2 separate regions of the Sus scrofa genome follow, and region 1 is linked to region 2. Evidence: chromatin contacts called from public HiChIP or PLAC-seq data. All regions are on one chromosome and are shown on one strand. The core of a region is the stretch at or near the end of the contact, and the rest is flanking DNA. Distances in the headings are between cores, read along the strand shown. Region 1 holds the start of LACC1 (laccase domain-containing protein 1). Region 2 holds the start of TPT1 (tumor protein, translationally-controlled 1).

Region 1 (6,907 bases), core at 4,041-6,540, 1.2 Mb before region 2:
TGTGAAATTGCTTTTGTTTTCCAAGTGGGAGAGGGAATTTAATATCTAAAAACTGATATTTGACTGGGGAAGCTGAAAAACTAACCTGGGGAAAGAGGAGATAAAAGTTTTCCCGGAATCAAGAGAGCTTTAAATTATGGTCTATATTTAAAGCAAGATAAAATCAGTTCTGGATGGTTCAATTCCAACAATAAATTAAAAAGGCATCGCAGGAAAAATTTAACATATTGTACGAGTGAATAAAGATCAATAATCCATACTTCTGGTAAAAAAAAAGAGGTCTTTTCAACTACATGTTTTTGAGAGAAGTAACATCATCATCAGAGTCATCCAAAAAGAATGAATTAACTGAAGAATTAAAAATGTACTGCACATCTATTACATATCAGAGTTTTAGAATCAGCTGAAACTAGGGATTATCCTCTTCTCTGGTTAGGCAATGAGATTAAATTTTCAGAATTCTGAAAACATAAAGCCACCAGAGGATTGGTATTCTTCCTAAACTTCCTTTCAATGACAATTTAGAGAACATTCGTATATTACTCATTGCTTATAGCTTTAAGCCAAAGGTGGGGTTTCTCTGAATGTACAGATAGTACAGGACTAAAAAAAATCTTGTTTTGGGATGCAGACATAGAAGGATCAGTCTGTAGCTCGACTCTTAAGTTTTAAGGGATGCCCAGGCAACTGTTTGATAATTACAGGCCTTTGGTGAAATCCAATCATAACCTATCTGCTTGTCTCAATCAGGTCAGGAAGGTCTAAAGTCTTTTTTCACTCTATAGACAAAAAAGCATTATTAATAAACTAAGGGGAACTTGCAGAAGGTTGAATGTGGACTCCCAGACATATGTCTGTGTTCTATCTAACCCAGAGAACCTGTGAATGAGCACTTATTTGGGAAGAGGATATTTGCAGATGTAATTAAGTGAAAGACCTCAAGATGAGACCATCCTGGATTTAGGGTGGGCTCTAAATTCAGTGTCAGTGAGAAACTGAACATGCAAACAATGACTAGACCATGTACAAAAACAGAATTCTGACCCACAACCTGCAGCAACCAACCCAGGAAACCACCCACCATCCATAGTAACCAGCCCAGGAAGCTGGCCTGCTATCTGTAAGTCAGACTTACAGGAAGTCAGACCACTATCTCTGATAACAATTTAAAAGCCCCAAATTAATCCCTGTAACAACTAGCCCCCAAATGCCCAGTGCTTGATTAATTACTGACAGCTTCCCTAACTCTGTCCCTACTTCCGACTTAGGACCAGTCAGAGAAAGCCACATATGCACCTTAACCAATCACACAGGACGCCCTCCTTCTAGTGAGCGCCCTACAGCTTCCCTAGGCCACCAGCCTTCAATCAGGGCAGACCTGAAGATTTCCCTTTTTTCCACTATGAGCTTTCCCACCCTCTGTCTGCCTTTGAGCCTCTGCCAAAACACAAGTAATGGTGGCTGACTTCCTTGCTCTAGAAAGCTCTGAATAGCCTTTGTCTACTCTCAGATAACTGACCTTTCCTTTATTTCCACACAGGTGTCCTTGTCTGAGAAAGGGAAAGAGAGATTTGAGATGCAGACACAAATAAGCAGACCATGTGAGGATGGAGGCAGAGTCCCAAGTCATGCACCTCAAAGCAAGGAACACCTGGAAACCACCAGAAAGTGGAAAAGGCAAGGAAACCATTAAAGGGAGTTTGGTCCTCACAACACCTTGATTTAAGACTTCGGGCTATATACTGTGAGAGAACACATTTTTGTTGTTTTAAGCCATTCAGTTTTTGGTAATTTGTTATGGCAACCTTAAGAAACTAACACAAGCTTCTAACAAGGAAATTTGCATGTTACACGTCCTTTTCTGGGAGGACTCCTAAACCTCGCGGTAAATGGCTGAAAAACAACTGTTCCTAGTTTAAAAAATGTTTCAAGTGTTCTCACAAGAAGGATTTACATGGTGGTGTTAGGAAGACTGGGGATTTTCCCAACAGTGTCCCTTTACAGTCTGACCCTATCTCTGCCCCACCCCCAAATGCTCCACGTCTCTATGGGGGAAATAGGTGCAAAGTCAAATAATGAAAATGTACAGGTATAGGAGTTCCCATTGCGGCTCAGCAGGTTAAAAACCCGACTAGTCTCCATGAGGATGTGGGTTTGATCCCCAGTCTCCCTCAGTGGGTTAAGCATCCAGTATTGCCACCGCAAACTGCAGCATAGGTTGCAGATGCGGATCAGATCTCGAATTGCTGTGGATGTGGTGTAGGCTGGCAGCTGCTGCTGTGACTCAACCCCTAGACTGAGAACTTTCATATGCCACTAAAAAGAAATTTTAAAAATAAATAAATAAATAAAAGAAAATGTAGGGGGGTATGGCAAATGCACTCTCAGTCTACCTACTCTTAACCAACTCATTCTATTTCCTTAGTTCATCATAAGCTGCTAATTCCCAGACCATGATGAATGCACAAACTGAATGCTGAAGGTTAGGAAGCTACCCTCCAGTGAGTCTGTCCACTTAAGCTCCTAACGGAGGAATTCTACAAAATGACAATGTCATTTGTGTTTGTTCCCAAACCTTTTCATGCTGCTTGTACTTGTCATTGTGCTCTCATAGTTCAATTAAAGATTATGTAAACCTACAAAATAGTACAAAAATAATGTTGGTTCTTTCTTTAAAATATATGTTTAATAGTCTGGAAAGACTAAAGTGAGTTGTCTGAATGTGTGAAATAACTATAAAAGATTATAAAGAAAAAATAGCAGTCAGATAGCTACACAAGTGCCTTTAAGTTATTTTCCTCATAAAGAATGAAATCTTGAGAAATCTTAGCTGATGGTTTATCGGTATAGTCTATGGAAGGGAGATGATGCAGAACTCTGATCAGGAGGCCACGTGAAAAAGAGAGGCCTTAGAGTTTCTCGAGACCGGCAAATACACAGTTGTTTCAGGTTTAAAAAATGTTTAAAGTATTATGATATACTTTTTCAAGACTCTCTGGTGTGACTTTGCTTTTAAACAGATTTAGATATAATTTATATACTATCAAGTTTGTCTTTATGAAGTGTACAATTTAATGTTTCATTGACTTCAATATATTGTTTGGCTATGGGTTCAGACTGTATCTTTGAGAGAGCTTGTCCTCTACTAAAAAAAAAAAAAAAAAATGCTAAAGCAGCAGCAGTTAATTCTCCTTGGTGAGGGTATAGGAACTCAAGGTAAGTTATGTTTGAGCTTGAAGGGTCCTAACTAGTAACAGTTAAAAAAACATGAAAGGAGAAGGGTGTTCTAAGTAGAAGGAATAGCTTATGTAAGGATGAAATCATATGGTGTTCCAAGGAACACCCTTTTTAGCTTGCGTGACTTGGGAATAGGGAAGTTGTTTTTTTTTTTTTATCAAATCTAATTATGCATCTGAATCATCTGTAAAGATTAAAAGAAAACAAAAAACAAAGCCAAACTTGCCCAGACTTGACTGCTGGAGATTCTGATTCAAAGGTACATCTAGAGCAGGGTGGCACCTGGATTTATGTTTTTAAGCTCTAGGTATAGTTCCTACTAACAGCCAGGATTGAGAGCCACTGGAGCAGGGGGAATGGAGATGAGGAAGAGTGTTAAGAGATGAGGCCATAGTCTAGGATCAGATGGTGCAAGAAAATGGTATGTAAATACAATATAATGACAAATTTTCTATTCTTTGACCACTTCCCTATTTTGAAATATTTAAAAGTTTTTTAAACATTTTACTGTTATACATTGTAATTATTATTATTTTGGCCACACCAAGGGCATGTGGAAGTTCTAGGCTAGAACTGGAACTAGAACCACAGCAGCAACCCAAGCCGCTGCTGTGACAACACCAGATCCTTACTTAACCCACTGCACCACCAAAGAACTCCTAACTTTTTAACTGTTACTGTTGCATGAGAGAAAATGAATTCCCACCATTTGTCTATAAAAACAGAGATAAATGTTTTAACCCAGGCTTGTAACTAAAAGACGTCTATTTTGCTTACAGTAATATATATATAGTCTTTTTGCCTTTTCTAGGGCCACTCCCGTGGCATATGGAGGTTCCCAGGAGAGGGGTCTAATCAGAGCTGTAGCTGCTGCCCTACACCACAGCCACAGCAACGTGGGATCCGAGCTGTGTCTGCAACCTACACCACAGCTCACGGCAACGCCGGATCTTAACCCACTGAGCAAGGGCAGGGACCGAACCCGCAACCTCATGGTTCCTAGTAGGATTCGTTAACCACTGCGCCACGACGGGAACTCCTTTCTTTTTTCTTTTTTTTTTTTTTTTTTTTTTTTTTTTGTCTTTTTGTGCTTACAGTAATATTTAACATAAAACAAGCTCAGGGCAGTGTAAATCTTCTCATCAGGGCACCATATACCACTCAGGGCACTTAACAAATATCCAGCAAAAATAATGAAAATACAAATGTTGACAAAAACAGCTGCCAGATATGAGCAGTGGCTTCCTATCGAGGGTTGGTAACCCCATTCTCTACTCAAATAGAACGGAAGCACTCGCCCACTTCCAAGAGCTCTTCAAACTCCCAGATAGCTGAGAGTCTTTCTTTCAGGTACAGGTTCCTCACTTATGATGTGAAACTATCAGAAACAAGGACCTCTTTCCATTATAACCAGTTACACAGGAAACACCCTCTCTTCTACTCTTTGAAGGTTGAAGAAAGAGCATCTGCTTTCCATATCCGTAGGAGCTGCTCAATATTTTAAAATAAATGAATGTTGTGCTCTTTGAGGGCAGAAAAACGAGGCTTCTAATTTTCTACTCGTGGAACATATTTTTAAAAGGGCGCACAGGACAGAACATCCCTTTATCAACACAAGCGAAGGACCTGTCAAGTCTAGTCAGCAAGTTAGGCAGGATCAGCAAAAAGAGAAAGCTCAGCCAATTTATTTCTGCAAACAAAGCAAAACAGTTAAAGAACAAAACCAAACCAAACGCAACAGAAAACAATCCCTTCCCCCTGCCCCAAGGAAGCCTATTACTAGAACCTGGGTGGGACAGACTGCCGGGGCCTAACGGAACGAGGTTGGGGGGGAGGGCTGTGCTCAGGACATGAAACCCTGTCGCGACCGACCGCGCCGCTGGCCGGCGGCTCTTCAGGCCGCGACTGTAAGCGTGAACGCGGGGAAAGGGCTTCGCCCGCCCCGGGAAGGGAGGCGGCGGTCGACCCGAGGCCCCAGGCCGCCCGCCCCGTCGGGAAGCCGGCCCCGCGCCCCACGCGGCCCGTCCCCGCCCCCGCCCCGCCTCCCGCCCGCGGACCCGCCTGGTTCAGGCCGCAAGGCCCGTCGCGACTCCGGTTCTCGTTCCTCCTCCGGGCGCCAGGCGGCGAGTGCGGGCAGGCGGCCTGACCCGGAACTGCTGACGCTTCCCCGCACTCGGGCGCGTCCACCCCCCGCGTCGCTCCCCGCCGGCCCAGCCGCGCCTCCGCGGCCCTCGGGCAGATGAGGCGGGACGGGCGCCGCCCACACAGCGGCGGGTCCGGGCTTAGGACGCCCCGGGACGCGCTCGCGGCCGCCGGGTCGCGTTCAGCCTCAGGACGGGCGTCGGGGGCAGCAGACGTCTCCGAGTTCGCCGCGCGGGCCGAAGGTGGAACCGAGCTCGACGTGCCTCAGGCGAGGACGGAGCACAGGCTCGGTGTGCGTCCGACCGTCAGAAAGTCCTGAAGGGCAGGCGGAGTCTGGACAGCGGTCCTGGCGGGTGGGGTCGCGCCCCCCAGGCTTTCCACAGTGCAGAGGGAGGGGCCTAGGAGTGACCGCGGAGGAAACTGTCGGGGGCGGGGGCGGTGTCTCCGAGGCGGGTCACCAGAGAGACCCACAGCCTGGGGTGGGAGGGCAGGGGCCGGAGGTGAGAAAACCGGCGCAGGGGCGGGGAGTCGGGAGGAGAGCGGTGGGCTGCCCAGCTGGTCTCAGTCGCTGTTGCTCTTGTGGTCCTTGCTGTTCCTGAGAGCTGTGTGAATCCTGGAGGGAAACGTCTCAGTCAACTCTGATCTCCTCAGAAACGCAATTTTTAGTACAGTTTTGATGTACAGTTTTAGTTTTAGGTGTACGACATAGCGATTCAACATTTTTATAGATTGCACGCTATTTAAAGTTACAAAATATTGCTATATTCTCTGTGCTATACAGTATAACCTTGTAGCTTATTTTAGACACGGTGGTTTGTTATCTCTTAATCCCTACCCCTATCTTGCGCACCCCCCCATTGGTAACCACTATTTTGTTCTCTGGATCTCTAAGTCTGTTTCTGAAAAAACAAAAACAAAAAACGCAACTTTTCCTCAAAGAAGAAAAGCACTTTTTAAGTGCAGCTCTATTTAACCTATCGAACTTCAGGCTGACATATTTCATATAAAGAGCTGTGATCTAACAAGCCAGCCATGTGAGGATTAATGATATAGTGATAAGTTGACACCCTGTAATTAAAAAATAGGACTTTGTCTAAGTCAACAAGTAATTTACTTGCTTAAAATTTGCTATGTAAAAACAAAACAAAAACTGTTGTTCTAAGCCAGAAAGATGTAAGTACTTTCACAAAATGAATTTAGAGATGGCTTTGCTTTCATTGTCATGGTTCTCTTATGACTAATAGTGGACTAGCTTTAATGGGAGGAGTCTAGTATTTTGGTTATATTTTTATTTTATTTTATTTTTTTGTCTTCTTATGGCCGCACCCACGGCATATGGAGGTTCCCAGGGTAGGAGTCAAATCGGAGCTACAGCTGCCGGTCTACACCACAGCCACAGCAACGCCAGATCCAAGCCATGTCTGCCTCCTAAACCACAGCTCACCGCAACACCGGATCCTTAATCCACCTGATCGAGGCCAGGGCTCAAACCTGCGTCCTCATGGATGCTAGTCAGGTTCATTTCCAC
Region 2 (6,701 bases), core at 3,039-5,538:
CAAAGCAGATGCCTTTTCCTCTGCCCACCAATTATCCCACATTCCATTCTTAATTTCATCTTTTAAAACAAGGACCAGCAAACATTTCCTGTACAGACCTTTCGGGCTGTCCCTTAACCCTCTTCCTGCAGTGTTAAAGCCAGACAGTACCTAAATGAATAAGCACTGAGTGTTCCAATTAAACTGGACACTTTCTATGTCCCATAAGCTATTTGATTTTTCCAACCACTTTAAAACGTAAGCACCACCCTAGTCACACAGAAACAGGTGGTTAAGACAACCCAGTTTGCCAGCCCTGTTCCAAGGTGTTTGGCACAAGCATTCCAGGATTTCTCTAGAACTTGGCTCTACTTGCTTTATAAAAAAGCTCAGGCAATACTTTGCTTGCAACTGTATTAGTCTTTTTATTCTTTTGGTTAATCTCTTCGTTTGTAGGTGATGAAAGTGTAAGGAATCCACTTCAGGTGTTGGCACTGCTATGACCATGGTCTCTCCCTTCAACTCAATTATTTTGATTCTTGTTTATATTCCAAGTCCGGGAAGTAGTTTTCAACTGCAGAAGTTATCTGAAGATGGTCTTAGGCTTTCTAGTTGTGGTCTACAGGTTGTAGCTTCTCCAGGAAGGCTACACAGCATGATTTAGGTATTACATATTAAACTAAGAGGCATTCTCAAATGAGTTTAAATGCATTTTATTTTTAGACAACCTACATGACATGTTTTTTTCCTCAAAAACAATGCCTCCGCTCCAAAGAAAAATCAATGTCAAAATAACGAGCTCAAGATGCCATCAGTCCCACTTGTCTAAGTCCTGGTGTTTTGTGGATGGAAAGCAGTGGCCAGCCAGTTATGACAACGGGTGATAGATCCGATCCCAACAGCCAAATTTGTTACTGCAAAGACAAGACTCCATTAACACCTTTTCCACCATGAAAGTACTTAACACGTCTAGCCTGAGGATGTCTTCCCCTATTCAATCTGGGCTGCCACGAAGGCAGACAGAAAGCGCAGGGAGCTTGCTTTGGCATCCTAGTGCAAACCGAAAGAACAACAGCAGACTGTTCAAGGTCTATCAGTGGATGCAGAACCACCCTTACCCGATCAGATTTTCATTCTGGGAGAAAGCCCCACCCTGTTCTACCAACCTAAACACAAGACATTCTGAATAATTCATTGAGCAAAACATTCCAGTTCACTGGGCCCCTGACCCTATTTAGTGTATCCTTAAATATATCTTACTCCTAATTTACAAGGAAGCCTCTTGATAATGAATGCCTCCAGGAGCTCCTTGCATGAGACATTCATTTCCAGCTCTAAACTGTATTTTCTAAAAGTTTGTAACATCAAGACTACCTGCCAATTACTGTAAATTGAGACTAGTTTCTTTGAAAAGGGTTTTAATGCTCAGTATGTGTGGCAAAATAGGAAGAGAAAAGCAGTCTGATTTCTATGGGCCATTTCCATAAGAAATGTCAACATAGGGTGTTATCCCTTAAAATAACTTAAAATATTTAGATTATATACGTTATCTCTGATCTCTAGGCTCAGTATTTAAGCTATTTATAATGTCATCTATGCTAAGTTTCCTGCAGATCCATTCTAAGCTTTTCTATACCATAAAAATCCTTTACATGTGAATCACAACATTCTTTAGATCCCCAAGAAAAAAGACCTGCACCCTCATTTTCAAAGGACTGCTGCAGAACCCATTCTAACTGTCCCAGTGGCATGAAACAAGGGATTATGCCCACACTCTCCATTTTTACATTACTGATTTCAACCCACTTCTTTGTACTTACACATTTTTCCATTTCTAAGCCATCCTTAAAGAAAATCATATATGGAGTCACACCATCCTCACGGTAGTCCAGCAGAGCAACCATGCCGTCTGGATTCATGTTTTCACCAATAAAGAACTTAGGAAGCAAACAAATATCCAGAATTAGATTATACAAATGTGCTGTATCAAAACAAATCAAAGAATGATTCAGAACACCACTATTTAATCGAGACTCTCAGCAACCAGAGGCTCTGATTTGATGCCTAAGAGAAATGCTCACTAATCAATCTGTTCACCCAAAGTACTAAAAGAGCCAAAATAAAGAGTACAGAGCACTCTAGAAACTTTAGGCTTTCTCATCCCCACACAGCCAATTCCAAGCCCTACAAAGAAGCCTGTTTACAGTCAACCACAGGGAATGTAGTAAGGCTAGCAATGAGAGCATGCACACCCTATGAAAAGAAAGTTAGGGTCACACACAGGATGTGTGAAAACAGCAAAACTTTCGCTTGGCGGTAAGGGAATTCTTTACGTTCCTCAACAGTACAAGCTCACATCAGAAAGAGCTCCAGTGGCAATGAGACCCAATGGAACTGTAAAAAGAAAGCAAAGTGGAAAACCACTTAGGGGTCAAACTGAGCAATTCTAGAGAAAGAACTGGGAGATGCCATCTGGGGAAGGAGTAGGGAAGGCTACCCTCTCCAGCTAGACTACTGGCGTTGAATATATCAAGTATTAATTGCTCAAAAGGCTAAGAAAATACCCACAATTAAATTACATCAGACATTCAAACTCATTTTTTGCTCTAAGTTAAACTCTATAGCCCTTTAATCCACACATTTGTTTACCTGATAGTTTTTGAAATTAGCAAGGATGTGCTTGATTTGTTCTGCAGCTCCTGTCATAAAAGGTTTTACTCTTTCTGGTCTCTGTTCTTCGAGTTTCCCTTTGATTCTAAAACAAGTATTTTATTGATAGGTTAAGTTCGTTACAGAGCTCTGAGCAAAAGAAATTTTCTCCAAAAACTCCAAACTGAAACTAGCAACTAGCTATCACTGAGCACAATCAAGAAATTCCTAGCTCACAGGAGGGATGTTTTATGACTGTTCACAACTTTGAATTTCCTGTCAGCTTCTTTCCAAAGTGCTGTTCTGAAAAGGTAAAGCCAGACCTGTATGCACCTGTTATGCTCATATTTGATAGAAAAGCAACCACCCTTCTGAGCTCATTAATAAAGTATTTGACAACCATGCCTGCTTGCTAAAAAAATCTCCATAGTTAGAAGATCCCTAAATCCTACAGGATTCCAGACATCAACGGAATGTGCCAAGATCACTTACGACTTCATATAATCTTTGATGTACTTCTTGTAGGCTTCCTTTGTGAAGCTGGTTTCCTGCAGGTGATGGTTCATGACAATATCGACACCAGTGATTACTGTGCTTTCGGTACCTTCGCCCTCGGGCCCTTCAGCGGAGGCATTTCCACCAATGAGCGAGTCATCAATGTTACCCTCTGTCCTACTGACCATCTGCGTTAAGGAAAAGTTTAGTTGCTAACACATCCTCGACCTTACCACAAAGGCATCAAAACAATTTAAGCAGCTCATACATCCCATCAGCCTTCCACTAAAGATTCTTGTTTCTTGCTGAAAACATGGGGAAAAAATTTATGACCCCTCGATTTCCTAAAACACCCTAACAATTCTTTGTTGACCAGCACGAGAAGGGGGTTGTTTACAACGAGTGGAAGTTTTGCGTGGACAGTCGGGTTGAAAAGGGCAACCGCTGAGGGCTTCGGGCTCCCAAACAGGAGACAACCTGTCCGGGACCGCCTGGGAGGATGGGCGCCCAAGTGGCGGACCTATTTCCAGACTCAGCTCCGCCTCCACTTTTCTAGAAAAACCCGAGCCCGGAAAGAGCGTCTCCTCCGCCAGGAGGCAACGGAGAGGATTGCACAACCTCGGGCGGGGGAGCGGCGGAAACCCGAGCCTGCCTGGCCTTGCCTCCTCCTCGCCGCGACCCGGCCCGACTCACCTTCCCCTCCACCTCCAGACACAGCCCGTCCGCGATCTCCCGGATCTTGTAGATGTCGGAAAACATCTCATCATCTGCCCGAGAACACAAACCCGCCAGTCAACCGTGCGCCTGAAGCCCGAGCCGGCGCCATTTCCCGCGCCGCCCCGCCCGCCGCACGCGACCCCCGCCCTTCCCCGGCGCTCGAAACCCCAGGGCGCGCGCCAAGCACCGACCTTCCTCGCTCCCGGGAGGGCGCCGGCGTCCCCCAGGCCCAGGACGGCGGCGGCGGCGGCGGCGGCCGTCTCCCCGCCCCCCACCAGACCCCCATCCCCTTCGCGCGGCAGTGGGGAAGAGTGCAGTCCCCACTCACGGCTGATGAGGTCCCGGTAGATGATCATGATGGCGGCTGGAGGGAGACGACGGCGGCGCTAGCTTAGCAGGAACCGGGAGCTCAGAGCGAGCGCGGTGCAGCCGGAGCGGCGCTCGGGGGGAGGGGGGAGCGGGCGGAAAAGGCCGACTCTGCCGCTCCCCAACCTCATATAGAGGGCACGTCCCCCTACGTCATCGCCCGCTGCGCCTCCGGAAGCGCCGTAAGCGGTGACGTGGCACGCAGAGCGGCGCGTGGGGTGGGGCCACAGCGCGAGCCGGGGGTGGGGAGGGGAGGAGGACATCCGGGGACTTGGCCTTGGGCTGCAAAGCCGTGCCCCACGCTGGGCCCTCGGGGCTTCCTAGGGGGGAGAAGTCGGGAGGGACAAGGATGGGCGACGCAGGGAAGGAGGTGCGGCGGGGGGCGGGGCAGAGGGAAATGCGGGAGCGGGTGGGGGGAGGAGCGTGCGGGGGGCTGCGAGGAGGGAAGGGCTTCCGGGCGCTGAGTGGTGGAAGTGGTGCCTGGGGCTCTGCCCCTCCCTACGCCAGGGTTGCCCTCGAAGGTGCTGGGTCTGGGTGGGGCTTCAAGTTTCCGCCTCAGGCCTCGCCCGGCGCAAGCTCCCACCCTTTCTGGGAACCAAAGTGTCAGCTGTTGGGAAGGACTTTGCATTTACGTAGGGTCCCTTTGAGGCTTTGGGAGACCGCGACTCTGTCCCCGGGGATGATGGCAGGGGGGCTGGGTTTATGACCCGCCTCCTGTGAGTTCTGGGGTCTCGGAGAACTTTTCAGCGTTTTCTCCTAGGGCTCTCCCCCTACATCGAGTTTTCGGACGCTTTTGTGGGGGCAGGGCTGAGTCCGGGTTGTGGGACCCAGGTCGTCCCTCCTGCCCCTTCGGAATAATCGTGGGGGATGTGTGTAGGAAAAGACTTGAGGGGGGAGGAAAGTGTCGCGGGAGTTTACACAGTTTTCCCATCTCTCGGCTTGGTCCTGTATGTGAAAGTTTGCGGTTCCTAACACAGGTTTAGAATCTTCACCTTTTCTGTTTGCACTTGGTCTTGAATTAGGTCGTTTGAAAAAGAGGGTATGTTGTCACTTTAAGATCGAAATTATATGCCAGGTGCCAGAGGGTTAAACATTAAAAGGAAAAGGAGCTCCCCACCTGCCCAAGTTTTATTTGGACTTTGGACCTAATTATGAGATACTTTAAAAATGCCCTTTCAGGCAAAGATTTATGCCAGTATGCAACCGGAGAACTTGTTCCATACCACGAATGTATTTGTGCTCCACTCTGTCCTTAGCGGGGGGTTTTGCTCAGAGGTCTCAACTGTGAACAGGTTAAATCCAGTCCTACCCTCACAGAAAATTTTGTTCTAGTAAATCAAAGAATTGGCCAATTATAGCACATTAATGGTTTTTCCCTGATTCAACAATAAAGCATTCCCCAGGGTAAGACAGGGCACCCCCTGTGAAGGAACAGGGCACAGGACACTGAATTGAGATGATGGAAGAATCATAATGCAAAAGAGCCAGGAAATGGGACCCTCTTGGGAGATGACGTCTAGGGCTGCACTGGACACCCTAGGAGACACTGGGTAACTGCGAGGAAGCTGAAAGTGGGATGAAGGGGATCTGAAAGCAAGTGGATATCTTCTGAGAGGTGGTCCACCAGGTGGTTTCTGGATGTGGGAGTGGAACAGATTATTATCCCAGGCATATCACAATTTAATGATTTTCCTCAACTTCAACATTTTCCAATTATTCAGAAATATTCCCATCACCCATACATTACTGTCAAACGTTATTGCTGCTACTTTTCTCCAGGTTTGTTCAGTCAAAACTTTTTCTCAAGTTTTATAAACAGCCCTGTGAAAGAGAGTACTAAAGTTAAAATCAAAGCACCCTAGGTTTGGAGTTCCCATCGTGGCGCAGTGGAAATGAATCTGATTAGGAACCATGAGGTCGCGGGTTCACTCAGTGGGTTAAGGATCTGGCGCTGCTGTGGCTGTGGTATAGGTGGGCAGCGACAGCTCCGATTAGACCCCTGGCCTGGGAACCTCCATATGCCGTGGGTGTGGCCCTAAAAAGCAACAACAACAACAACAAAAAAAAAAAAAAAAAAAAAAAGCAGCCTAGGTTGAAATCTTGGGTTTATCTGGTACTAGTTCTGTGACCTTGAGAAAGTCAGCCTCCCTAAGCCTAAGTATAAAATGGAATTTTGTTGAGTTAAAAGGTTTAGGGGGGAGTTCCTGCTGTGGTAAAGTAGGTTAAGAGTCCAACTGCAGCAATTCCAGTCTCAGCAGAGGTATGGAACCCGGCTAACATCCATGAGGATTCGGGTTTGATCCCTAGTCTTGCTCCATCCCTGGCCCTGCACAGTGGCTTAAAGGATCTACCACTGGCATTCCTGTTCTGGTGCATCAGATATGAATCCGAGGGTGCAGGTTCGATCCCTTGCCTCCCTCAGTCAGGGATCTGGCATTGCCATGAGCTGTGGTGTAGGTCGCAGACCCAGCTCGGATCTGGTGTTGGTGTGGCTG

The links. HiChIP or PLAC-seq counts read pairs in DNA pulled down with a chosen protein or histone mark.
Region 1: a contact with region 2 is called in an H3K27ac HiChIP or PLAC-seq map of alveolar macrophages. The contact joins the promoter of LACC1 here to the promoter of TPT1 in region 2. A contact is called at or near these places in 2 of 5 promoter capture datasets (fetal liver and liver) and 1 of 2 datasets of contacts at active chromatin or transcription factors (alveolar macrophages).

The regions. Positions count from the first base shown.
Region 1 is chr11:23,158,173-23,165,079 of Sscrofa11.1, reverse strand. It overlaps LACC1 (laccase domain-containing protein 1), which reads left to right and starts at 5,290. Exons shown (of 7, transcript XM_005668443.3): 1 at 5,290-5,671. It overlaps CCDC122 (coiled-coil domain-containing protein 122), which reads right to left and starts at 5,419. Exons shown (of 5, transcript XM_021065620.1): 1 at 5,299-5,419.
Region 2 is chr11:21,926,881-21,933,581 of Sscrofa11.1, reverse strand. TPT1 (tumor protein, translationally-controlled 1) reads right to left here and starts at 4,288. Exons shown (of 6, transcript NM_214373.1): 1 at 4,169-4,288; 2 at 3,817-3,890; 3 at 3,121-3,311; 4 at 2,629-2,734; 5 at 1,800-1,916; 6 at 677-893. The coding sequence starts at 4,196. The coding sequence ends at 891.